2 separate regions of the Gasterosteus aculeatus genome follow, and region 2 is linked to region 1. The links are chromatin contacts, called in public Hi-C maps. All regions are on one chromosome and are shown on one strand. The core of a region is the stretch at or near the end of the contact, and the rest is flanking DNA. Distances in the headings are between cores, read along the strand shown.

Region 1 (5,833 bases), core at 911-3,410:
AGTCAATACACAGGCGGAATCCCGCCCTTGAATGACATGCCCGGCTCTAATACTGTCTCCAATTTCAGGATTATCCTGATAATAACTTAGGCAGCCATTTCCAACACACACAGGCAGTTCTGGCACCGACATTGAAGCAAGGCACAGAGAGCAAATGTCTGAAGCCATTAACCGTGTTACCTCCAATGAGGCTCTCTTGGCAGGGTGCTCATGAGAACCATCTAGGGGTGCTGTAAAAATGACAAAGTCAATATCGGAGATGACCATAATTACAGGGTTTCAGGGGGAACCCCAAGAATTGCTCTGTGTCCCTGCAAAGTGCGTCTGCATTGGTTCTGTGAACCTGTCTTTATCGTGCTTTTTATGCGGGTTTGGCCCGCACTTTGTGCTTGGACAAAAGAGTCCCCAAAAATTACTTATGATCACAGTGTGTCCAAATGGGATGGAAGGGGAATGAAGTTCTTGAATACCATTCACATAAATAGGCTGCTAACAGCGGTAAGGTTTAGAATGCAGCATGGTTATATTTACAATTGTTTCTCACCGGTCTCCAAGCAACCGAGGGCTTTCCCCCATGACGATCGCAAAGCTCCCAGATACTGTCACCACCACTGCAGCTTCCTCTAACCCCTGGTAATCGTATCGTCTTCCTTAACCATACCCTTTTCCCCAAAAAAATTAGCAGCCCACCAGAACTGACTCACTGAGACTCCTATAGTAGCTTTCCCAAAACTCGTTGATGACAGACACAGACACACGCACACATTGCTGCTGGACAGCAGACTCAACTTTCTGTCACTTCAAATACCAGCTGAGGGGGGGCGGATAGGTTCGGACAGAGGCCACCGTATCCCATAACGCTCCAACCAACTGCCAAACTTTGATATCAGGGATTAAGCTCCCGTCGGGGCTGGCACAATGTGGAGAGGAGAGGCGGCCCCGTAATTTCACCTCCCTAATTTGTGAAAAAATCTGTGGAATGACATCAGCACCTATCAAAACAAGGAAAGAGCGGGGGAGGGGAAAATGGAGGGTGTCCTGGGGATTCTCGCTGGCCGACAGTGGCTGATTGAGTCAGCTGGGAGGGGAGGGCGGGTAGCGATGAGCTTCAATGCTAGGGTCCGTCAAAGCTGCAGTCTAAGTTATCTCGGGCAGACACAGGGGTTAAAGGATGGGAGGGATGGAGAGCCGATGAGAGGGGGCAGGGGTAGCAGGCATCTCTATTTCCTTCACCCCGCTAAATCCCAGCTGATGCTGGAAAAAAAGAATGGCCCGGTATGTGGGGTTCAAAGTTGAGGAGACGTCAAGGGCAGTTATCAGCTCTAATAACATTATCTGGGAGCAAACACGGAGCACACTGCGTGGTGATCTGGAGGGGCTGAGACAGATGGACGGTGGCATGGAGCAGGCCAGCCACCGCGTTACCTACAGGCCCGTCTGCATTGTCAGACTCTCGCACCGTCTAAAGATATCTGCATTCTCACACGCACACACAAGACGGGCCGTCAAATCCATCATGGGCTCAGCAATAGATCTGTCTGGATCAGTGGAGAGGACATCAACCAGCTAATGAGGTTTGAAGGTGGAAGAAGTAGATGCATTTTTAAGAAGGTCAAAGTAGAAATTATACTTGAAAAATGAATAACTTGTAGTTTTGTTCTAAAGAAGAATAAAGACACACGCCCATATACATTTCTTTGAGATATTTAAATCCATTTATTCTGGATTACAATCCAAACTGATTGTTAGATTGTAGTGTAAAACAGGAGGAAATTAACACCACTGAACACCACTCAAAATGTCACCTTTTCCACGTGGTCAATAAAAATATATATATGGTTCGGGAAGTTTACAACAGCTAGGATTTGATGGATTACCAAGCTACCATCCCTTCTACTACCTCTCATCGCAAAATTTATGACTTCCCTGAGAGGTCATCAGCGGGGTTACACACTTGGCATTCCCAACAGTGAAGAAGCTGAAAAAACGGGGGGGTGAAGAGTAGAGAGGAGTGGATAGCAGGTATGGGAGTGAGGAAGAACGAGAAGTGAGGAGGGAGAAAGCGAGATAAGAAGTGGGAGAGAAGTGTTGATGGCTGCGGGTCAAATGCCTGAAAGCAGCAGTCAATAAAGTGGAGGCCCACCTCTAAAATGTGATAAGAAGCTACCCCAGGTGTGTGCTGTACATGACAACAACAGCACTGCTCTAACTGCCCTGCCTTAACCGTACATGGACCGACATGGCAGGTGTTTTTCAGTCCAAGCAAGTGCAAGATTGCTTTCATTCCTCTAAAATGCAGTGAATGTTCTGGACCTGCTTGTGATTCAGACTTAAGATCTTGTATCATTTCAGCCTATGAGGAATCAACTGTGTGACTCACTCCTGTTGAGAGATGAATGGAGGCTGTGGTGAAACACAAGAATCGCATATTTACAACAAATGGGGAATTCATCAGTCTCTGATGGACATGTTGGACCTTAGTGCAAGAGAAGTTAACATGTGAAACGTACTCTTTCTGAAGCTAAGTCTGCACATAACTACAAAAGGAACCAGGGGAATAACGGTTTTACTTCCAGCCCCAAAAAATCTGAAAGCCCCCTAATCACTGGCTCACATCAAAACATTCAGGGGCCCTGGCTCAATTAGCCCAAATCAACTGGGGAAAAATTGGCTGTCTGTGCTGAACACAAACTGGAATTTGCTTTCCAAGACGGGGCAAAGAACTTCAAATTGTAACAAAACACCATCATTTATCCAAAACGCAGCAATTCATTTCTCCAGCTTAATCGTCCTCTTCAGAAATTACTCAGAGCTGTTGTTTGACATAGACATAGCAGCGGGATGGGGACAGGGCAAACACACAATGCTTATCCACACCCTAACTTACAAATTTGCATGTGATTTAATTTGAAAAAACTAATTGTAAAACAATTGCAACACTGACTTAATTTCTTAGCTACTGGCATTTACCTCTTCAACTTCAGAGGGAGGGTGGGGGGGGGTAATGATGGATGTATCAAGGTGGTATCAGTTGTTCTTATATGACCAAATACATCAGAAGGTGACAGACACTCACTGCTCGGTTAGCCCGTCGTGGTGAGGGATGTGTCAGGTTGTTGCAGAGGAACAACATGGACCAAGAGGTATGTCTGTTCAACACGTCATCAATAAAGCTGATTGATGATGCCATCATCTGGCCCTGAAGTGAATGAATTTATTACTGTCATCTTCCTCAACCCTCGGCTGAACCACCCACACACAGCCAGCTCCCACTGACACACAAGCACATATATCCTCCTACACACGCACACACACAAAGGACACTTTCTCGCTTGCCCTGCCCAGACACTTTGCTTTGCTTACGAAACACAATAAGCCCTGAGCAGCAAACTATTCTTCACCAGAACCTTTCTTCAACAAGTCACCAGATTTGTCATTCTACAGCTCCAGCGTCCGGGAGGTTTGTGGGAATCCTGGAAATGGACTGCCAGAAAGACAAATAGAGTAGGCGGGAAGGTACGAAACACACACACACACACACACACGGGTGAATGTAACTGAGGAAGAGACAAGGAGAAGACTGAGCAAAGTGCAGAAAAATATAACCCTCAGTGCCTCAGGTCCCAGGCAAATAAACACTTCCCCGTTCGATCCCTCTGTCTCCACCGTACTGTAAATCTGGTGAACAAATTTAAAGAGGTCAGAGTGTGTGTGCGTGTTTGTTGGCAGTCTAATATTTCCACCGTGACCGTGATCCAGGAAACCACTCCATCTGCTACCACTGTAGCCACTTCCATTAAATTTCCTCCCACAAAAGGGCATCGCAGAGAGCCCATCACTTCTAAAGTCTTTATCTTGCGCTGAAAGCTTCTCTGGAGGCGGCCCTCCTCCACCCACGCTGCACCGGCCAACACATGTACCTTCATCCCTCAGCCCACAAACAAAATACCGCGGCCTGAATCCGCTCAAACACAAGTGCTTACAATCACACACAGTGAGTTAACAAACTTGCCCACAGCCAGACCTGCAAGGAACCGAGAAGAGAAGAAGAAGAGGAAGGGTCTCACATGCAGGGACATCCCATTAAGTGCTCTTGACAGTGAATGTTGGAAACTTCAAGGATGCTTTGACGCATCCTACAAGGGGCTAGAGATACAACTGCAGTACTGTCAACTACGGGAATTTGAGAAACATGACTTTCACTGATTTCAAAAATAGATTTTCATCTGGAGGACATGAGACCATCTGTGGTTACTCTGCCGCTAACACGTTTGTTTCTTCTGGGTGGAAGGGACAGACAGGGGCTGTGGGTGCTGGCAAATAAACACCACTCTCAGCGTCACAGACCCAGACTGAAGAGGGCTGCCCGCCCGAAAATGATTCACCCACTCAGTGGGAGGAATAGCATGCTTAGAGGCCTCCACATCTGCAGGGTGTCAGAATAGAAAGAGCGTGTAGGCAGAAAGTGGCAAACTGATCATTAATGAAATACATTCTAGCTTAATGTCTAAGTAAAAGAAACCCACATTTTCATAAAAAAGGGGTTCCACAAACTTGAACTTGAACTCCATGGCTGCTCCCCATGCCCCAGTAGAAGCCTCTAACTCAGGCCCTGACACCTCTGAAGAATGCCACTCATGCAGGAGGGAGGGTGAGGGCGGCAGGGCCGTGCCAGGATGGAGGGATGGCTGAGCGGCAGGGACTGAAATAGCAGAGGCATTTAAACAAGTTAACTAATCAGTGCTCATTATAGACGACGTCTAGCCAGAACACAAACACAGCCTCAGCAGAGGCTCAGGGGGAAGTGACACACTGAAAAAACGAAGCTGTGAGCGGGGCGGGTACAGAGCCGGGCCCCAGGCTTCACCCCGTAAAAAGTAAAATGGTGACTATTAAAAATACTGTGTGATGTTGAATGGTTTAAGTGCTTTCTCCGTGCAGTTACAAGTGAACCTGGCTCCATTAGAATGTGATCACATCAGATACATGAAAACACTGAACTGACGAATTGGTAACCGAGTTGTGCTTTGAATGGACCCCAACAGAGAGTCAACGTTCATCTTTGGGGTCTTTGGTCTTTTGGTCTATTGATTCAGAGTTACTTTGGACAATAAACAGTTTTCCATCTGATATTTGTGTTTCAAGCCATTACCACACACATGGTCTGTCGGCTTGTCAGTCATTCCACATTCATGGTCCCCAGAGGAAGCTGTTTACTGACTTCAGGAATCAGGAAACTTGGTTAAACCCTTTTATTTACGTCTAGTGCCACCAATAGGAGAACATTTTTAGAACAAAACTAGTGGATGAATTTTTATTAATTTCATACGTCTGACCAAAATACCTGCAGAACATAAGACTTTGCCCTAATTCAAAGGGATTTATTGTCTTTCAAGTCATGTTGTGATAACATCATATATTGAGATATCGGGATACAAAATTGCAAGGACCAAGGTCTTGAATCCGACACTGAGTCATTCCAAAAATCCTCTTTTTCTTAAAAGGAGACTATGATACAAATAATTTGTACCAAATATGTCAGTGGATTAAAATCTAATCTCGTTACTGCAGTAATATAGTGGGGTAACAGTTTGAGTGGCGGTCGTTGAGTCCTGCCTCGAATACCCTTTGGCCTCACAACACTTCTCCTCTATAAAGATTATAAGAGATTTCCAAACAAGGTTGGTAGCCGGCTATCGGGACCATCAGATTGATAAGTAATGCCTTCGTTATGTAGCAGTCTGCAGCTTCCAAAAGATGGCACCAATAAACAGTTCACCTTTGTACTGGGCAATCACTGGGAGTGTGGGAGATGGCTCAGCTAGAGATGGGA
Region 2 (5,833 bases), core at 2,290-4,789, 96 kb before region 1:
TTAACTTAAGACACACCCACTGCAGCTTTATGCCAAACTCTTCTTTACATCCTGCACCTCTAAATCACACTTCTGCACCTCTAAATCACACTTCTAACTATGTTAATACACTTGACTTGAAAGGTCCCTTGAGAAGATATGTGCACTGTTTTTAAGGGGGGTGGGGGCGGTGGCCTCAATCATTACTTCTTTCCTATTCGTTTTTGCCAATGAGAGCGCAGCTTCTGACAGGCTTGAGGTATGGTGCTTCTCCCTACCTTTTTAATCATCACGTCCCTGATGAGAACACCCATAGTACATCCAGCCTTAAACTGCTGCAATACATCAGACGTATTATGTATTGCAGCAGTTTATATAGTGGAGGGGGGAGACTTTCATCGATCCTCATAAAACATCACAGCAGCTTTGAGTAAAAACTGACTTATTATTATTGAACTGATGAGAATAAATGAGATGGATTTTCACTGTCCACTTGCTGCCTTTTTTGTGTTCAGCATTTGGAATAAAAACTGGGCTTCAACCAAACGCATTGTCCCTCTGGTGGTGTTTTAACTTTTCTTTTGGCATATGAATCAATTTTCTAAATGTAATTATTTGTCTTTTTTCCCCAGGAACAGGAAGTCCCTAAGGCTGCTTTCTGGTTGGTGCGGACCAACAACTTCTAAAGGTCAAAGGGCACGCGGCGGGGTGTCGCCCCTCGACATGTCGGCAATGACGCGGTTTCTCTCTGCACATGGGACCAGTCTGGTGTGGGTGCGGTTGTCACTGCTGTCCAAGGGCAAACCAGAGCTCCACGCCATGGTCTGCGCGCCGACTGCTGAGGACCTGAAGCTGCTGGGCAAAGAACCCGGCGCCTGTGGCCCTGTGGAGCCGCCACACAGAGAGCCCTTTGAAAGACGCACTAGACGCCAACAGAAGGGAACCAAGACGGCTGCTGCCTCTGAGAAGACGGAGGCTAAAGAGTCGGACCCTTCCCCTGAACCAAATCCCAGCACATCTGAAGGCCCCCTGTCTTCAGTGCCCCCCCCCCTCCAGTCTTCCCCGGACCTCACTTTCGGGCTGTGGTCAGACCCTCTGCCGAGCGTCACCTCTCACTGCTCCCGGGTGACGCTGGGCTGGGTCACGCACGGCGACTTCTCGCTGTCTGCCGGATGCGGGGAGGCGCTGGGGTTCGTCAGCGTGGCCGCTCTCCTCCACACCCTCCTCAACCAGCCGATGGAACACAGAGGAATGTTGCTGCTGCGCAACCCCGCGGCCATGCATTACCGCTTTGCTAAAGTCAACCTTGAGGTGTGATGGAAGCAGCTGAGCCCTCACAGAATTCAAGAGCAATCCACCAAGTGATCACTCTGAACTGAATATTTCTTGCATGCAGCAGGCCTGACTAAAAGTACCTAGTGGCCATGTTGGAACAGCTTATTTTGTGTGTTTTACTCTGGAATAGGCATTCTTAATTTTCAGTTGAGGAAAGTTGGTTTTCATATCGACGCCTGACTCAGAGGACTGCTCTACAAAGGAATACGTTCAATACAACTGGGTTTCCAAAATGAAGCTCATTTAAGTCCCTTTAAAACCACACTCAATATGTTAGGAGTAATTATGTTTGTTTTTAAGATAAAAAAAGTTTGTTTTAAAAAATCACTGAATGGAATTTTCTTTAAACATCTTAATAAAATACACATTCTGCACAACTAAATTGGTCATCTTTGGTTAGTTGCTGTAGCTTAGATTTAAAACCACACAAGTGTGACTGCACACATTAAGTTGCACTGAACTGGTACTCTAACATTCTGTTCATAGCTATACTGACTATACACATATATAATCCAGGGTAGGGAATTTACATATTTAGGGGGCACTTTTTGCCCCCAGTGACTGGACATTTTTTGCATTTTTCATCAAATGGCAGGAATAAGCCTATTAGGCAGTCTACAGATTCAAAGTGTTTTCTTAGATTTTTTTTAAACCAAAACATAGATCAGACTCATTCAATTTTATTATTTCTTTGTAGTTTCTCATGTTTAGCAATATGTTCAGCAATGTCAAACTGCTTGACCATTCTGCAGAACGCTGTCTTTGCATCAGATTCACAGCTTCCACAGTTGTCTGTTATTGAGCTGGTTACTCCTGTTCAAAACATTTGCAGTGCAACTGCAGTCTAAACTAATTGTATTTTACCCAAATAGAGTATTGGCTGTTAACCACAAGATGGCAGTAACTTATGAGAAGAGAGTGGAAACATCTCTCATTGACTGCACTCTAACGTTAGCTAGCTAGCAAGTCTTCGTAGCTGTCAGTTAAATAGCCAATCAGAGCTAGCCAACGTTAGCTAAATCATTTCAAAATAATCGTCTGGTGACGAAAGGATGCGTATTTCTTAATGTTTTCTCTTGTTTTCCTCCACCTCAAGCTAATGTGTCTTCCATCTTTCAATGTTTTTTTTCTTAATCTTTCTTTCCTTTTGAACCAGAAAACTGTGACGGAGGCTGGAATCGCTCTCCTGCACAAGAACAAGTGCAAGAAGCGCTCCTTTAAAAAAAATCCTTCAAGGCGAGAATCAAAACATTCAAAGGCAACTTAATCAGGGGGGTATTCCAGAAAGGAGGTTCAACAAACTCTGAGTCTATCCCTGAACTCCGAGTTGACTTACTCTGAGATGAGAAGCTCTGAGTATCCGGTTCCAGAACAGCTGATCTGCGTTAGTTCAATCAACTCGGAGCATGTTCACCTTGAGTTAAGCGCGTGCATGACGATTATAAAAAGCCATCATCAATGGAGCCCCACGAGTCACCATGACAACAGAAAACAAAAGAGCAACACTTACACTTACAGACACATTTTTATTTCATACCTATCGAAGTCATTTAAAATGTGCCGCTGTAGCCTACACCAACACATTAAAATACTAATTAAAAAACAAAGAAACATTGAGTTCTGCTCAGACAACGGAAAGAAGGCAGAGGCCCGAAAAACAGGTGGAGAGCCACCTCCACCACCTCTGACAGAGGCGGAGGAGCCGGCCCTCAGACAAAACAGTGGTCGCCCGGTGGCTGAAGGTAACCCTGGGGGAAGCTCTTCCGAACCTGTCACCGAGACAATTTTGTGTTTTCCGTGAAAACACTTTTATTTATCAAATGAGTTGGAAAAATGAATAGAAAATATAGTCAAGACATTGACAACATTAGAAATAATTCTTATTTGAAATATTAATTTTGTTCTTCAAACTATGCTTTCGTCAAAGAATGCTCCATTTGCAGCAATTATAGCATTACAGACCGTTGGCATTCTAGCTGTTCATTTGTTGAGGTAATCTGTGGAAATGTAGACAATTAGCAAACACAATGTGCCATTAAAAGACTCAAGTGATAGTTGCTGGAAATGGGCCTCTATACACCAATACAATGTAGATATTTCATTAAAAACCAGATGATTCCACCTAGAATAGTCATTTACCACATTAACAATGTATAGAGTGTATTTCTGATTAGTTTAATGTTATCTTCATTGAAAAAAAGGACATTTCTAAGTGACCCTAAACTTTTGAACGGTAGTGTGTGTGTATATATATAGCCTACTTTTTAATTAATATATATCCACCCACCCAACAGTTGTGGATGGTGTCATCTGCACAGTTGTAAACCCTGCAGATACTCAGATCTTGCCTCAGATGGTAGTTAAAAGTATACAGTAACAGTATCTTTTCCTGCATCACAGGAGGAGGAGGATGATGATGAGGAAACTGTCTGCTGCCACAGGGAGAGATCCGAAGGGGCCTACTGAAGTGTGTCTTAATATTATCTACTGGCAGTGCTCTGCCCATTCACATTCTTGAGTGGAATTTGGAGTTTGACATGTAGACTAAAGTGATGAGCATAGTTAATGGATAACTAGCACATTCTTGTCGTTGAACAGAACATGGTTGGGCATCACCAACCCACAGCACAGCTTGAAACAATGAGATTTTCGGTCAATACCATGTTAAATCTGTATGTGGAACTGTAGGAATTAAATGTTGTCCATATGTTTCCTAGTTACCAGTAAAGCGGTAGCGTTCTAACAGAAATTCCTCTGGAAATGATAAAACGTCTAATCTGGGTCGGAAGACTCTCTCGCGACGTAAAGCATTTCGAATCACGACGGCTTCGATGTCAATTGCATTTGGTAGGAATGGGCAATCCATGTCTACCAGCTTTCTTCATGTGGGAGGAGACGGGTAGAAACTCTGGGTTTCTTATAGTAAACCTGCCAGCGAGCAGGTTATGTTCACATAGTCTGTTACCATGGTGATTGACTCAGAGTTTCAGTTACCTCTCTATCTGGAACGGATAACTCAGTTTTCCTCATTTCAGGGTTAACTTACTCTGAGTTTTCACATAACAAGCTTTCTGGAATACACCCCAGGTCATTACGGCTACGATGTTTTTGACAAAGTTAACTAAATTGTAATTACTGTTGGAGGAAATTATGGGGGCATTTTTTGCCCCTCTCCTCGTGATAACGGGGGCAAAATTATATTTCTTGGGGGCAATTTTGGCCTTTGCCCTCGTGTATTTCCGACGCTGCCATAATCTGATCTTGTCCTATGCTTTGCATCACTAGCTTGGTAGCAGTGTAGGGATTGCATTGGTGTTTGAGGAGATTATCTGGTTTGAGAGATGAGTCAAACCTGTTGGATGAGTGTTGGGAGCTTAAACCGATCGGTTTCCAGTGTGTCCCTTCTCCAGATCAACAGCACACATGTACCGAGCTGTGTAATGGTCTCTGAGCCCCCACCACCACTAGAGGGAAGTAGTTTACTTGTTTTGCTGAACTCCAGGAAGTTTACAGACCATTGGAACATCAGATTGTGTCTTTGTTTATTGAAAACTGAAAACTAACTAATTGATTAACTTAACACGCATGTTATATTGGAAGACAGACATCAGAGTGACCGCCTTGAACTTTTTTTCAAATTGACTTCATCTCGTAACAATGCTGCCTATACCTTTTTAACTCTAGACACGTATGGAATATTTAAAGAAATATTTAGATTTGATTTTCAAAAATATAATGTGGTCGCCAACTGGGAATTAATAAATAAAGCTATTATTGCACACATACAGATCCCCCCCCCCAAAGGCCCAGTCCCAATGGAGCCGCTCTTAGGAGTTGTGGCGGGTCCGGCTGGCGCTGTTGCACATGAGTTTGGCTGCCAGCGATCCGTATGTCTGAGTGTTGGCCTCCGGCTGCACTTTGTCTGTGTGGCTTCTGCCTGTGAACACGGACAGCAGAGCTCATTAGAGGGATCGTGATGGCCGGGTTGCAGACATTAGCCTTCGGAAAAATCCATGGTTACTGCCAGCAGATTGAGAGCAGTCACCGCTGACCAATATATAGTAACAGGAACACAGCTGATTCAAAAACTTACTTGGAATCTTATCCAATGCGATAAAATCTGGATCCTGTTGCTTTATTTTTGGCCTGTTTCTGGCTATCAGGAAAACTCCCAGAAAAGACAGCAGACAGCTGCAAAAGAGTTTAATGGAGCGACTGTAAATGCTAGTTTAATGAGCTGCAGATACTGGTTTGCTTTTGGAATACTTACCCAAAAAGAAACATAAAAATGTTTAGTAACGCCAAGCCTTCAAATTCCTGGTAAAACACTATCCCTGCAAAAGGGAGAAAGTCCATTAAAATACATTTCACTAGGTAACGTAGTGCAGTTTATTCCGATCAAGCACTACACTGGGATAATATGGAATGCCGTTTTAGTCAAAATTAAATAAATGAATAAATACGTAAATACATGAAATATGCATTTGAAATACATCATGAAATAAATAAATGAGGCAAT

The links. Hi-C and Micro-C count contacts between places; a contact is called where the count stands out from the background.
Region 2: a contact with region 1 is called in a Hi-C map of tail fin, with 3 times the contacts expected there. The contact joins two enhancer-like sites. A contact is called at or near these places in 3 of 6 Hi-C or Micro-C datasets (skeletal muscle and tail fin).

The regions. Positions count from the first base shown.
Region 1 is chr20:19,297,273-19,303,105 of fGasAcu3.hap1.1, reverse strand. No RefSeq gene overlaps it. Among protein-coding and RNA genes, the nearest start is that of osr2, 32 kb to the right of the region's middle. Within about 2 kb of position 2,160, at least 1 of the 9 cell types and tissues checked has open chromatin away from gene starts, as enhancers often do.
Region 2 is chr20:19,394,252-19,400,084 of fGasAcu3.hap1.1, reverse strand. It overlaps nipal2 (NIPA like domain containing 2), which reads right to left. Exons shown (of 11, transcript XM_040165579.2): 9 at 5,585-5,648; 10 at 5,408-5,505; 11 at 2,821-5,251. The coding sequence ends at 5,142. It overlaps pop1 (POP1 homolog, ribonuclease P/MRP subunit), which reads left to right. Exons shown (of 17, transcript XM_078094154.1): 16 at 124-238; 17 at 612-1,696. The coding sequence ends at 665. Among protein-coding and RNA genes, the nearest start is that of pop1, 13 kb to the left of the region's middle. Within about 2 kb of position 3,539, at least 2 of the 9 cell types and tissues checked have open chromatin away from gene starts, as enhancers often do.